Linked DNA regions of Zea mays: region 1 is linked to region 2. A link is a contact called in public Hi-C data. All regions are on one chromosome and are shown on one strand. The core of a region is the stretch at or near the end of the contact, and the rest is flanking DNA. Distances in the headings are between cores, read along the strand shown. Region 1 holds the start of LOC103641619 (protein transport protein Sec24B). Region 2 holds the start of LOC100383516 (putative protein kinase superfamily protein).

What was found. A called contact is a pair of places that touch in the nucleus more often than the background predicts.
Region 1: a contact with region 2 is called in a Hi-C map of leaf mesophyll, with 3 times the contacts expected there. The contact joins the promoter of LOC103641619 here to the promoter of LOC100383516 in region 2. A contact is called at or near these places in 6 of 25 Hi-C or Micro-C datasets (bundle sheath, ear, endosperm and 3 more).

Annotation. Positions count from the first base shown.
Region 1 is chr10:116,702,865-116,709,843 of Zm-B73-REFERENCE-NAM-5.0, forward strand. LOC103641619 (protein transport protein Sec24B) reads left to right here and starts at 5,563. Exons shown (of 13, transcript XR_004853266.1): 1 at 5,563-6,054; 2 at 6,161-6,229. LOC100283643 (ferredoxin-3) reads left to right here and starts at 287. Exons shown (of 2, transcript NM_001156544.2): 1 at 287-390; 2 at 2,984-3,626. The coding sequence starts at 3,001. The coding sequence ends at 3,465.
Region 2 is chr10:116,328,841-116,336,273 of Zm-B73-REFERENCE-NAM-5.0, forward strand. It overlaps LOC100383516 (putative protein kinase superfamily protein), which reads right to left and starts at 3,452. Exons shown (of 3, transcript NM_001176164.1): 1 at 3,202-3,452; 2 at 1,007-2,672; 3 at 1-722. The coding sequence starts at 2,580.

The DNA.
Region 1 (6,979 bases), core at 4,313-6,812, 380 kb after region 2:
CTGGACTGCCAGCCAGGCCACAGGCAACCCCCATCCGGACGCGGACTAGCCTACCTTTTGTCCGCCTCCGCCCCCATGACAGGATGGTGTTGGCAGAGGCAGAGCCCGCCGCGTGGGTCCATCACGAGCGGACCAGACGAGGGAAGCGCCGTCCAGAGCACGCCGCGGCAGCCGGCAGGCAGGTATGGCGATTGGCGTGGGCGGTGGGCCTCGGGTGCCATGCGCCGCTACGGTTAAAAGCCGAGAGAGCCAGCTGCCAGCCTCCGCGCTTCAGCAGCAGCGGCTTCCACTGTAGTCCCAAGCCGGCGTGACCATTCCAAATCTTCCGCACCCATCTCTCGCCGCCTCGCCTGCACCGGAGACTGGCCCTAGTGCCCGCGCGCCTGCGAGGTAAGCTTGCTCTGCTCTGCTCGCATCATCCGTCTCTTATATCCGATAATGCACGACCTGCCAAGGTTTCCGGGTGAAACCGCCTCGCCGGATTTCTGGCCTACTATGCTTCTCGTGTCACTTTCCCAGGGCTTCAGCAGTGCAGCGACTCGCTAGCTAGCCCTTTGCATCTTTCAGTCAGTGATGGAGAATAGCCTCAAGTGCCGTAGGTTTCGTGTTTCTGAAATCTGATTGCGGATGCGTAGTTTTCTTCTCGCCTCATTGAAATTTTAGTATGCGGTCAAATGTTTAGTAGTAATCTTTAAATGCGGCGGCGCATCCTCCACTGCCCTCAGGCGTCAGCGGTGGATACTAGCAACGTAGTTGTCAGTCGTCCTGAACCGAGGAGAAAATGGTCAGTTTCGATGTGTTTGTCATCTCATCTGAATGCTTTTCTATGGCGTGTTTGGTCTTGTCAATCAACCCATCTTATTCTAGATGAGGTGACGCATTATGAGTCTATCCCTCAACTTTAATTGGGTGGTATGACTTGATTCCAAACACCCTAATGTTCCGTGTTTTTCCGAAGTAGCCTGAGTCATTAGGATAGGGTCATGGGAATTCCAGTTGGGATGACAGATCCACATAGAGACTTTCCTGTAGAAGTGGAAAAGCTTATTCACTACTATGGTCCTGAAATCATGATATGTGTCATGAACCTCTAGTAAATGTTGTTGGTTGGAACTTGGTTTCTTTTCTTGATCAGGTGATTGGCTGTGATACCACTACTTGTACTTTAAGGTAGTGTTTGGTTGAGGAGCCAAGTAGAACGGAGTCGTTCCATCCCTGATTCTAGGAATGGAGCCGCTCTGTTATGTGTTTGGTAATCTGGAATGGAACGGTTCTGTTTTTTGTTTGGTTGCAGAGTGAACGGAACGGAGCGTGACTGTGAGAGCGGGATTGGAACGGAGCGGCTCCGTCCCATTGATTTTTTGGAGCGGAATGGTTCCGGATCTGAGGAGAATATTCTCTAATTGGAGTCATTCCGTTCTAGTTACTTTGTAACCAAACAACAACAAAATTGGGATAGAACGGTTCCGTTCTACTTGGCTCTTCAACCAAACACTACCTAAGGAAGTGCAGCACACAGATCAAGGTTATTGATGCAAACAAAAAAACTGATATGCAAATGCAATCATGTCCTGCTTCATAGCCTGCTATGTCCACTTTTTTGTGCTTAGTTTTAAAATGTATTGCTCTTAACCATCCGGAAAGTGGCCAGGGGAAGCACAATATGGGTTGCATGTATAAGCTAACCTTCTCTAAAAAGTTATATCTTTTGTTCGAAAGGCTTGTTTCTCTTTTCTATAGCCCTACCGGCCGACAGAGCAGCTTTCCCAAAAATGCATCCTTTATTTTGGTTTACGGGAATATTAACAAAAAAAACTGCTATAACAGTTCCTTCAATCAAGTTTCTAAATTTACAAAGTTCTTATTTAGACCTATTTCCTCCCCCCAAATGTAGCAACATGGAAGGGAGTCCCGAAATCTATTAGCCCGCCAATTCCAAGTGTATATTGGAGGCAGCAGCAGTGAATTGAAGCATTAAGCAGTGATCTGTGTCTGGCTATTGCAGATCCAAATGTTTAGTTTGTGTTATGCGTTGCAATACATTTGGATCATGAATGGCTCGAAATAAAGCAGAACGGCACCTGTTATTACAGATCCAAATGACAACTTCGAACACATTATCCAAATGTAATTCATTATTCAAACGCACAATAAAAATTACATACCCTGAAATTGAGAAGGGTACGACCCACTAAAAAATAGTAGTTGTTTTAGCTCTAGTTTTTTATATCCATATTCATTTGAATGATTATAAACATAGACATATATATACAACACATACATTAATTATTCATGAATCTAGTAAAAAGGTAAAACCGATTTTAATTTGGAACGGATGGAGTGCGAGCCTATTAAAAAGGTGAGCTGGCATAATTTAAAAATGTTTAGCAACCTAAAACTAGGGAACCATTCGAGAATAAAGGTTTTATTACTTTCAATATTTATTTAGGGACTTTCTAAACATGATATTTAGGGGTTTTTTTATTGAGAACTAGTGGAGATGCTAATTGCTAGAACCGGATGCTACTGCCTAATTGTAGCCCACTAGGGCTTGCCTTCAGCTGTACACCTTAGCCTGAAAGGCCTATTTGGTTCATAGAAGTTGAGGTTCTTACTTGACTTAAGGGATGTTTGTTTGGAATTATAATATGTCCAAATTATGTAATTAAATTTATTTTGAACTAAGTTTTAGTTTAAAATAAGTTAGTTTATATAATCTGGGCAGATTATAATCTCAAACAAACATGCCCTTAAGCTCTCTGAGTCGCATAATTCTGTCCGTGCTTGTTTGGGAGAAGGGGAATGGAGTGGTTTGAGGAGGCTAAAATCTCTCAGTATTCAAAATTGAATAGCGAGGGATTCTAACCCCCTCAAACTCCTCCTTTCTCCTTGCTCTCAAACAATCCCTGAGAGTAGTTAGCTTTCATATGTTGGGTGCTAATCTAATATTCAACTCTCGCCGTTCTGACTATGTATTTTCCAGGTATCGAACACCCAAAGATGGCAATGGCAACCTTCACATCATCCCCAGTTCTCTGCAGCTTCAGGACCATCGAACAGAAGAAGGCCCCTCTGCTGAACAACAGCACAAAACGGCCGCTTCACTTGGGCTTCCCAAGGAGCGTGCCGACGTCGCCGAGCTTGAGAGAGAGGCTAGACCTGCGCGTCGCCGCTGTCTACAAGGTGAAGCTCCTCGGCCCCGAAGGGCAGGAGAGCGTGCTCGACGTGCCAGAGGACAGCTACATCCTGGACGCTGCCGAGGAGGCCGGTCTCGACCTGCCCTACTCCTGCCGCGCCGGCGCGTGCTCCACGTGCGCCGGCAAGCTCCTGGAGGGCTCCGTCGACCAGGCAGACCAGTCGTTCCTCGACGAGGCGCAGGTCGGTGCCGGGTACGCGCTCACCTGCGTCGCGTACCCGACGTCCGACTGCGTCATCCAGACGCACAGGGAGGAAGACTTGTACTAGACCGGGCTGGTCCCCGTGCATGGATCAACCTTGCACTTCCATTCAGATTCGATCTTTGAGTTATTGACACTGTCCTTGGCACACGCTGTTGCGGTTGCAGCTTGCTAGAACTAATCGTCGTCCAGATAATTTGGCATGATGACCAAGTGCAGGTTCTTGTGATATGATTCTTCCCCGTGCTTTGTTACATCTGGTCTCTGGATATCAACCAAGCCCCGTCTTGAAATCAACCTGTCAGTTTCAGGCTTTCAGCTTCTCCCTGGAAAGAGACAGTCAAACAGATGGGAGCTTTCAGGGATGTTGCTGCGGCCAATGCAGACGGCAAGCGTTTACGTCGCCGAAAGGCCGGCTGGGCCGGCGGGCGCAATGATTTGGATGCTACTAGACAGGAACGTGTCACATGATGAAAACTGAAAATACGAAAAAGGTCCTGCGATCCTGATAAAACAAGGAGATGCCGCGCAGTTTGCTGTTGGAGACATGAGGACTCGCACCAAGCGATGAAACAGAAGTTGATGGAGTGGATGTATGGAATGGGAGGCGATTTGTAGCGTAGATGCGTAATTGTGCCAAATGCAAGAAAGAGATATGTTATTATTCAGGTGTTGTCCACTTGTACCTTTGCCAGATTGCCTAGTCCCATGCTCGTTTGGACATTGGAGTACTAGAACATGAGGCGTTCATACGGACGCCCTATCAAGAGAACACAAGTGATAGTATCTCCATTTGTCGGGTACCATATAATTAGGGGTAATTGTCGGGTACCATAATTAGGGATACTCAGATCACAATCTAAAGTGTCTAGATGCTTGAGTAAGAGAATGTCATAAGCAAATACGCTTCCAACCTTACTAAGGCGTGTAGAACCTAACTCCTGACTCGCCCGAGACCAACCTTGCGCGAGAAACTCATTCCCGACTCGTCCGAGGCTAGCCTCGGGCGAATAGCGTATTTCTGACTCGCCCGAAGGTATCTCGGGCGCCTCCCCGGAGCATGCCCATCTCGGCCAACCACTCCGATCCAGAACGTACGTCCGTACGTTCACTTACCTCGTTGAAGGTGCTAAAAGTCAACAAAAGGCGACGCGACCACGGTCTAATCTACCTATGTACCACTTATAGACCAAGCAAATATACATATATTAGCACAAATTATTATTTTAATAGTTTGTCTAGTGGGTATACCCTATACCGTACTAAACTATACGACAATAATTTTTACAAGCTGTTATTTCAAAATAAATTTATACTAGTAATTTAAATTTTTATCTCTATATTCTTATACGTTGTAAAATAATAATTTGTGCTAATATATGTATGTTTGCTTTAAATACGTCAATATTATTTTATAAAAATATAAAACAGTTTCACGACATGAAGCCACATGACGCAAAGGGAGAGAGATTATCTGGCGATCTAACCCGTTGATTTTAATGATATATTTAAGTCTGGGTGCAATTTTTTTGGTGGATTTAGAGGGGTTATAAGTGTGGGGTGATTTAGGTGTGTGAGTTTTGTAAAGTTTAAACTAGTGAATTATACAATGATGATATAAATATAGATGGATAATATTAGACCTTGTTCGTTTATTTCTATGTCACATAGATTGGATGAGATTGGAGAATTTTAATAGAGTTTTTGACTTTACTATAGACTTAAACTCACCTAAACCCCTACAATCCTCATGGATTGAGATGAAAAAGAACAAACCCTAAGGCATCGTTCAGTTATTCCAATTCCATATGGATTGACATGAATTAAAATGTATTTTAACTTGTTATAAATTTAAACCGATTCAATATCACACAATCCACATGGATCAATGGTGAAACGAACAAGGCCTTAGGGCTTTCGTCAATGGTGAAACGCTTGTTCATTTATCCGTCAATCCATGTGGATTGGATGATATTGAGTTGGTTTAAATTTATAGTAAATTAAAATCTATTATAATCTATTTCAATATATTCTAATCCATATAGAATTGAAATAATCGAACCAGTACTTTTTTGAATAATCCCTCGTCATGGTTCCTCTTCCCACCGTCCGACGCGACCCCAGTCGTCAGGATCATAGTAGACGCTTCCGATCAGCTTCCGTGGCCTGTTCCATTTCCAGTCCAGCACAGAAGGCCCTGCCCGCCGCGGCGCCGCCCACTCGTTAAACCACCAAAACCAAAACACTTCGAGACATGCAGCTTCCCTGAGATCTATCGTCACGTCGCCAGATCTAACCAAGCCCCAAATCTGCGCGCCGGCAATGGCGGTGCGCGCGAGCCTCGCCTGCTTCCCCTCCGACCCAGCGCTCCACGCGGCTTGCGGCATGCCGTGGGGCGTCGCCATCACCCCGTTCTCTGCCACAGATGAGCGCGGCTTCCCGCCGGCCACCGGCACCGAGGGCCACCTCCTCCCGCGCTGCCAGTCCTGCTTCGCCTACTTCAACTTGCTCTGTCCGCTCGACCGCTGGTCCTGGAACTGCGCCATCTGCGGCGCCGAGAATGACCTCTCCGCCGACGCAGCTGCGCGCTACGCCCGCGACGGTGGCCACGACCCGCCCGAGATGCGCTCCGCGTTCGTCGACCTCCTCCTCCCAGGTACACGTCTCTATCTATCTCTCCCTCTCTCGGCGTTCGGTTTGGATGCAGCGCGCTGTGGTACGGTGCGGTATTGCGGTAACCTGGTGGTGGTGGAATTTTGCAGTGGAGGAGGGCGAGGCGGCAGCGGCGGCGGCTCCGACGCCCGTGTACGTGGCGGCGATCGACTTGTCCTGTAAGATCTTACAGTTCCTTCGCAAGCTGTATATGTTTGGCGCTAGCATAACATTTTGGCTCCGTTTGGGAGAGCTCCACTCCCTGATTCTTCAGCTCTGCTCCTTCATTATCCGATGCAGTGATTCCATTGGATTCCTAGGAGGGAGCAGGGTGGGGAGCTGATGAGAATTGATTCTCTGATCATCCCCACCAGAACGTAACAGGGAGCAGAGTGCAACAGTTTTTTTTTTTTTTTTTTACTTCTAGCTCCTATTGTAAATGGAGAAGTGATTATCTCTGTATCCCCACCCAAATCGGTTGGCATTTTACGTGTTAGTGATTCTCTTCGTAGAAGATGAAGTTGAAGGTCTCTTAAACGGCCCCTTAGTGATTGGTGGTAATCATGCTCTGAATTTAGCTTAGTACATTATGGTACAATATGCATGGATTGAGTGCCTGCAGAGGGTTGTCATAGGTTGGAACCCGTTGGTGCTTACTGTGCTCGTGCTCTAAAAGGCTAAAACTTTGTATCCAATGGGTGGCAAGGTGATTTATATTTTCCTGGGGGTGTGTAGTAGTTGCTTTTATATAGTTGTCAAAGGGAAACAACATTGCAGCATTCTGATGCTTGATGAACACAGTTTCAGAATTCCGTTTGAATGATGGAATCCATTTTCATTAACATGGTGCTTGACTTTGGTGTTCCTAGTCAGTCAAATCTTTAGCCTCAATTTGTTAGGCTTATAGATTAAGTTACAGTTGGAGAATG
Region 2 (7,433 bases), core at 2,202-4,701:
CTGGTGGTGCGGTCCACCGGATCAAGGCCCAGTTCAGGCCTTCAAAGAAGGGATGCCGCTTAATCTCAGTGGCTCCTCTCGACGAGCCAAGCCGGTACTCTGGCTCTTTCACAAGCAGCCCTCTGATCAGATCTCGAGCGTGGAAGCTTACAGCTGGATTATCAGGGAACTTCAAGCCCTGTGAGATCACATTTGAGAGTGTTTCCTCATTGCCAGGTCCCTTGAATGGTGTCTTGCCATAGAGTAATTCGTAAAGGAAGATTCCAAGAGTCCACCAATCAACTGAACTACCATGGCCATCTCCTCGAATAATCTCTGGGGCAAGATATTCATGGGTCCCAACAAACGAATTTGATCTTGCTTCCGTAGGTTCAACAACGAGCTGTGGAAGTGATGGTTTCTTCAGAAGCTCGGCTCTAGGCCTTCGTGACGAAACCAGACGAGGCGTGAAGCAAGAGGAATTGCTCCAGGATGGCTGGATACACAGCGGATCAATGCAGCTTTGTGCACAAGGACCAGAAGGCCTGCTGGGCTCATCTCTGCCTACGGATGATATTCTCACAAGCATTGGGCTCACTGAGCACCTCAGAGACAGATCAAAGTCTGAGAGCATGATGTGCCCATCTTCTCGAACAAGTATGTTCTCTGGCTTCAGATCACGGTAAATGACCCCCAACATATGGAGATACTCCAAGGCTAAGAGGACTTCAGCGACATAAAACCTACAAAATGTAGATCTCTTGAATTACAATAGCTCAGTACTAAAATGAAACATATAAATAAAATGTAAATTCTCTTAAGTTACAATAACTCATTAGTAATATGCAACCTAAATAAAAAATGCAAAATATTGGATTACAATAGCATGGTTCACTATCACTGGACAAAAAAACATCTATCTGGTAGCAAATGCAGTGAGATTATATAAACACCATTTTTAGTTCTTGGTAAAGTAGCTAATAGTGCATAAAGATAGCACATTGATGACACGACTAAAGGTCCATACCTTGCAGCTGCTTCCGAAAAGGTTTTGGTAGGTTGTTTCTGCCTAAGAACATGCAGGTCACCACCAGGGCAAAACTCCATTACCAGACAAGAAAGGTTGTCCGTCGTGAAATGAGAATACAGAGTTGGAAGGAACGGGTGGTCGAGCATTTGCAGTATCTCCCTCTCAGTTTGTGCTCTGAGCATTTTCTTTCTGCTTATGAGGTACTCAATGTCCATAACCTTCAAAGCGAACATGCAGTCTGATCCCACTAACTCAGCCAAATAAACAGTGCCAATATCCCCACAACCAAGTTGTTTGAGAAGCTTGAAGTTCTTCAATCCCAAGCTCCCTTGTTGGATAGCCATGCACCTGATGGCTCCCCATCTCACATCCTTTGACATGTGAGGCCTGCTTCCGTTAGCACTGAAGCTGCCATAACTGTCCTCACTGATGCTGGTGCTGGTGCTATAATCACCAATGCTACTCTTAGAGCTTTGGGAGCATTCACCCTTCTCCTTTGATCTTGACAGCTCACCAACCTTCGGGCCATGGATCACACCAGTGCCACACCCTTTGGTGCCAAAATCAGATCCATCAACAGTGGAGCTGACAGCAGCCTTCTTGTTAGCTGGTGCTGGGGTTCTGGGTTCATCCTGAAGGGACTCCTTCTGTTTACTAGCGTGAGACTTAGGACCTTTCGTCTCACAATGCTTGTGCGATGCGGGCACTATAGCAGGTTCAGGTTTGACCTTCTTTTTGGTCGAGGTTTTGTTCCGAAACATTGGCCTCACCAGCCGTGAGCCACCGACCGGAACAGCCCGGGGGCTAGACGTTTTCACAGATTTCCCCTTCCTTTGCCTTGGCAGTGTTGCTCCTACAGAAACATCTTCAACCGCCTCTGATGACTTGTTACTGATCACATCTTGGATTCTGGTTTTGCGAACCTTGACTGCGGTAGGAGATGCTGATCTCAAATTCTTCTTGGCTGAGCTCTTACTCTGCCCCTTGCTGATTTCATTTGCCTTACCAATCGAACTTCCTGCCAGTTTCTCAGGCAGCATATAAACGTTGCCCACCTTACTCTTGTCATCTTGCTCCCCGTTGGCTTGAACTGCAACAGAGCCATATAGCTTCTTGGTCGCCCCAGAATCAGAAGGGGTGGACGCCCCTGTCGGTTTTGACAGCCTCTTCATGGCTGCCATTTCCGACGCCTGGGAGATGCACATCTTCCTAAGGGCCTGCTTCAGGCTCACGGACTCCACAATCTCTGAGCCCGACACCGGCGACTTCCCGAGCCCAATAAGCCATCTATCGGTGCTCCTCTGCCCAGAAGCCCTCGCCGACGTGCGCACGTTGACCGACCTGATGAGCTGGTCAAGGTCATCCTCCAGCGAGCACGACCGCGCCCCATCCTCCTGCCCCACGGGCTTGACCCTCACTCTCAGATGCGCAGCAGGACGAGCAGCTTTCGGGTCGTCCGCCAGCTCGACTATCTCCGCGCACCCGGAAGAACCCATCCCCTTGGAGCCTTCCTGTTCCACCAGCTGCACCTTCATCTGGACGGGAGGCCGGCCGTAGAACGGCTGCCGCATTTCAAGGCACCAGCACCGGCAGTCAGTCGCGTGCACTTGGGCCAACAGAGAAGCCGCTGTCCTGGGTCGAGAGCCGCCGGCATCACGGAGCCCTGCGCAAGATCGAAACATGAAATGTGAATCAGGTAACGATGGAGAGAGAGAGAGAGACAAAACAGACGGAACTAGCACAAATGGTAGGAAAAAGCCGTTTAAAAACTCTCTAGGCCCGTAGATCTTGGTGGTGCCCAACGTCCGGCCGTTTCTCTCTTATTACCTTACCCGCTCGAAAGCTAAGATTTTTTTGCATTTTTTGTTTGTAATAAAATAAAATGGGAAATGAAGGGAGATAGCAAATGGAGCAACAGAGATGCGGTAGGTAGGTGAGGCAGGGCGGCGGTTCCGCTTCTTTTCCTAGCAAAGACGATGCAAGATCCGTTAACCCCCTCCTGGGCGTTGAGGGAGAAGACGACGCAAGCAGCCGGGGTAAACGCCCCCCCCCCCCCCCCCCCCCCCCCCCCCGACCGAAAACCTGCGGATACGCTTACGCGACTTGGACAAAGACAGCAACCCGAACCAAACCCAAGAACAGAAAGGTGGCCTGCAAGAGGTGGAGCTGGCGGGCTGAGCGGAGGATCTTACCGGACGGCGGCGGCAGCGGGGAGCTGGTGCGGCCCGCGTTCGGTCGTCGTCGGCGGCGGCGGCGGCGCGCGCTGCTCCCACCTGGAGAATCTGGGTGCGGCGGGCGAGGATTTGCGGGAGTTTTAGGCCGAAACGGCGGCGAGACTGGGGAAGTGGAGTTGAAGCTTCAAGTGGGGCGAAAGCGGCAGCGCTCTGCAGCAATGAGCGGCGCGCATCACGAGGAGCAGATGATGGCTGCCTCTCCTTGGGCCCCTTCGACCCTGTGCCCTACTCCCTCTCTCTCTCTCTCCTTCATATGTAGTCTGTCTCCGTGGGACGCGCACCTCGCAAATAGATGAAGCCCTCGCCCCTCGCCCCTCGGGGCAGTCGGCACCACCCTAGGATTTACGGCTCTTTCTTTATTGCAGGCATTTATTAACACTACCTGTAGCCTGTAGTACTAGTAGAGGCGCGCAGCGTGCTGGCTACCGTGGCCGTGCTTCGCCCCCTTTTTCCTCGTGTCCCGCAACGGCCGCACTCCCTCCCTTGTCGGTGTGCTGAAGTAAAGCAAAGAGCCATGGAAGGACTGGAGCGAAGGGGAAAAGAGACATGCGGCGGAACGGACGTGAAGTTGCCCATCGTTAAAAACTGGACGTGGCATCCGCATCTGCTTTACCTTTTCCTTTTCCCGTTGTGGAGCTGTGACAACTACTAGCCGAGAGGAGCCTGCTTTTCCTTTTGGTCGCGTTGCCGTCCCCTGCTGGAAATTCAAACCTACTACCTACATACAATGCCGTGGTGGTTGTCATAGCGTTTGTCTGTCTAGAGAGCATGCGTACTACTAGAATTGTATATTATATAGAACGAAGACGAAGAAGGGGAAAAAACCGGGCATCTCAACGCTGCCGATTAGATCTGCGCGTTGCGTGGCCCGTCGCGTCGCGCCGTCAGCAGTGTCAAATGCTTACTTACTACGGACTAACCACTGTGCCAGTAGGTAAGCAGCTCGTAGCAACTTTTTGCGCAATTTGTTTTTTTAATAAAAAAAAAATAAATCGACCTGTCTTGCTGCAGCGGTGACGCTTGCAAGTGAGCTCTCGTGAAGCCCCGTGACGACAGCCGCAGCAGCGGTGGCTTGGACCTGGATAGCTTTGGCGCCGGCGACGCACCTGACCTGGCTCCTCGCCCGGGCGCCTCGCAGCATTACGTTCACTCACTCACAGAGTCACAGGCGCCTCGTGTGCGTCTTTGCTCGCGCCGCACCCCACCACCACCGCGCCCACCGCACGATCGTCCCTGCCGCGCGAGCGCATAATCATCTATCTGTTCGTCCGAGCACCGCCGCCGACGCAAATGCGATTGTGCGACGGGCGCCCGCGGCAGGCGGCGCGACGGACGGGGTGGGCCTGCCCTGCCCTGCCCTGTGGCGCGGTGGGGGCATTTCCGTGACTGAAGGCTAGGCGCACCACGTGGGAATCTCGCACGTAGCCCTTGGGAACGCCGAACGCCCGTCATCGCGGAACGGAGTACGGCTACGGCTGTTCGGAGCAGCAGGCATGTAAGCGTCCTAATTTTTTTTTGTATTTTAGCCCTTAAACAGAAGTAAAATCACGTTTAGACCTAAAAAAATTTTAAATGCAGTTTTGGACCCTTAGCTCGGCGACATAGCCTGTGGCGCCGAGCTAACACAGCTCGGCGCCACAGCCTATGGCGCCGAGCTGTGACGTGGCCGCAACGGCTAGTTGCGTCCAGGGCTGACCTGTCTCTGACGTGGCGGCGGCGCGGCCTCGTAGCTCGGCGCCACAGATCTTGGCGCCGAGCTACGAATTCCTATAAAAACGCCCGCGCGGCTGGCCGAGAGCAGCTCATTTCATCCCATTTCCAAACTTCGTGAAAATTAGCTAGATTGAAAGATTTGAGTTGGTTCACTTCGTAGGCCAAGGTATGATTTCCAACTGATTCGTTTTGTATATTGGGTTTTTAGTTTAATAATTTGTATACACCTATTATATTATCATTTCGATTATTAGTTTGTGTAAACTTGTTATAAAGCATAATAGGTACAAGTGATAATTATTAAATGAAAGACATGTAAACTTATTATAAACTCATTTCGATTATTAGATGAAAGACATGTACCGAGAGGCGTTGTGGCAGAAGAGAGGTCGTCCTCGGGAGTTATATCCGGACGTATCTAGTAAGGATGCTCCTGTTCCTCCTGAACTCCCCGTGCCTAACTGTGACTGTGGCAGACTGGCTTGGGTACATCAATCACAACATCCAGACACGGCTGCTCGCTGCTACTACCTTTGTGGCACTTTGGACGTACGTAGCTTATGACTTGTCACTTAATTTTGTTCGCATTCATTATTTTGTAGATATGTAATAGTGCATCTTTCCATTATTTTAGGGACATCAGAGGTGTTTCTTTTTCCAGTGGATCGATGGTCCTGATAAATTTGACCCTCGATATCTTCTTTTCGTTAATTGGTTGAGTGGAAAGACCAGTCATGAGCGTTTTAAGCGTTGGGTACCTCCTCCCCCGAATCCTCCACCAATGACGGATGCGGAGAAGGAGGTAGCAACAGAAAGACGGATGGACTCACCGCCTCGATGCGATTGTGGAGACCGTGCTGTCATCGACGAAGACTATGACAAGCAGTTCTGTTGTCCGAACATTGATTATGTGAGCCCATTGATACGCTAAATGTATGAACTAGTTTTTATTTACAATAAATTACTAATTTTTTCTCCTGCAGCCATACGGGCGGCGTAAGTGTCGTTTCAGAGAGTGGTTGTATGGTCCTTTGTCCCATTGGCCAGAGCCAGAGGTAAAGGAAAAGAGATACATGGGGTGGGCGGTAGAAGAGGTCAAATTTGATCCAGTACTCTGCAAATGTGGTATTGAAGCTAAGTATGGATTAGTTCCTTCGGAGCTTGGTGTTGGATATTTTTGTGGACATATGGTCGATTACGATGAGGTTGGTATTTTTTTTGCACCAGATGTAATGTTATAGCGGTACTTACTATTTTTTTGTAGGAGACGAGGAAATGCAGTTGGGAGAGTTACGACGACAAAGGAGAGGTGATGCGCACAATAGAGTCCAAGAGAATAATGGGACAGAAGATGCGTTGTGGATCTCGGCTCGTCGATTCGTACATTAACGATCGCATACGCGACATGCGTAGGGAAGCAAAATCTGCCTTTTATGATAGCCCGAAGCGTGCAGAGTATAGGAGGTTGAAGGCGGCAGATGAGAAGAGAGCACAGGATGCAAGGGAATGGGAAGCGACTCAAGCCGAGAAACAGATGTTGGATAATCTTGCTGATCGCCTCAAGGGAAGTAAGTGAGATAAATGATATTATAATTATGTTAGTACAATTTATTTATCCTGACTTTGCTAACTTAATTTTCTCATTATATTTGCAGAGATTGGAAGCGGCGTAAACTATTTGGCCGATGAGGCGCATGCGAGATATGTTCAGGATAAAATGGCAACGATGGAGGAGGAGGACGACGACACATCTAGATTGAGTGAGCTTATCGCCCTCGCAGAGGCAGGATTACATGAAGAAGAGGAGGACGACACGTCAAGGTTGAGTGAGCTCATCGCACTAGCTGAGGCAGGATTACGTGCTTAAGAGGAAGAGGATGAGTTTATGTCACAGGCCGCCGCAGAGGTAGAGGCAGCTTATTACAAGAAGAAGTCTGATGAGGCTGAGGCTGAGGATGAGCTATTCTCCCAAGCTGCAGATGAAGCAGAAGCCAATTATTACAAAAGAACTGGTGACAAGTGTGATGCAGGACAATGCAACAAGTGGAATGAGGTTGTTGTTGAGGATTGCGCGACGGATGACTCCGAAGATGAGTTACTCATAGATTGTGATTCAGACTGAAGAATTGTAGCCTAATATGTAGTATTTACGTATCAAAAATAATTTAGAACTCTAAAGATGCGTTACTTATTGCTTATTATGTTTTTTACAGTTCACAAAATTTTTTGCAAGAGTTCCCCTTGTTTTATTAACAACCACAGTTCAAATAATCACATATTATAAGATATATAAGCATATGTTGTCCATATTATGGCTCCTCCTCATCCTCAATCTGAACATCAACACTATTGGATGCCCTGCATATGTTGTCCATATTATATGACACAGGCACATCAATCTGAACATCAGCATTATTGATATGTGGAGATCCTGCATCGGGTCGGAGCAAGAAAAACCACATTAAAAAGTCTAATCA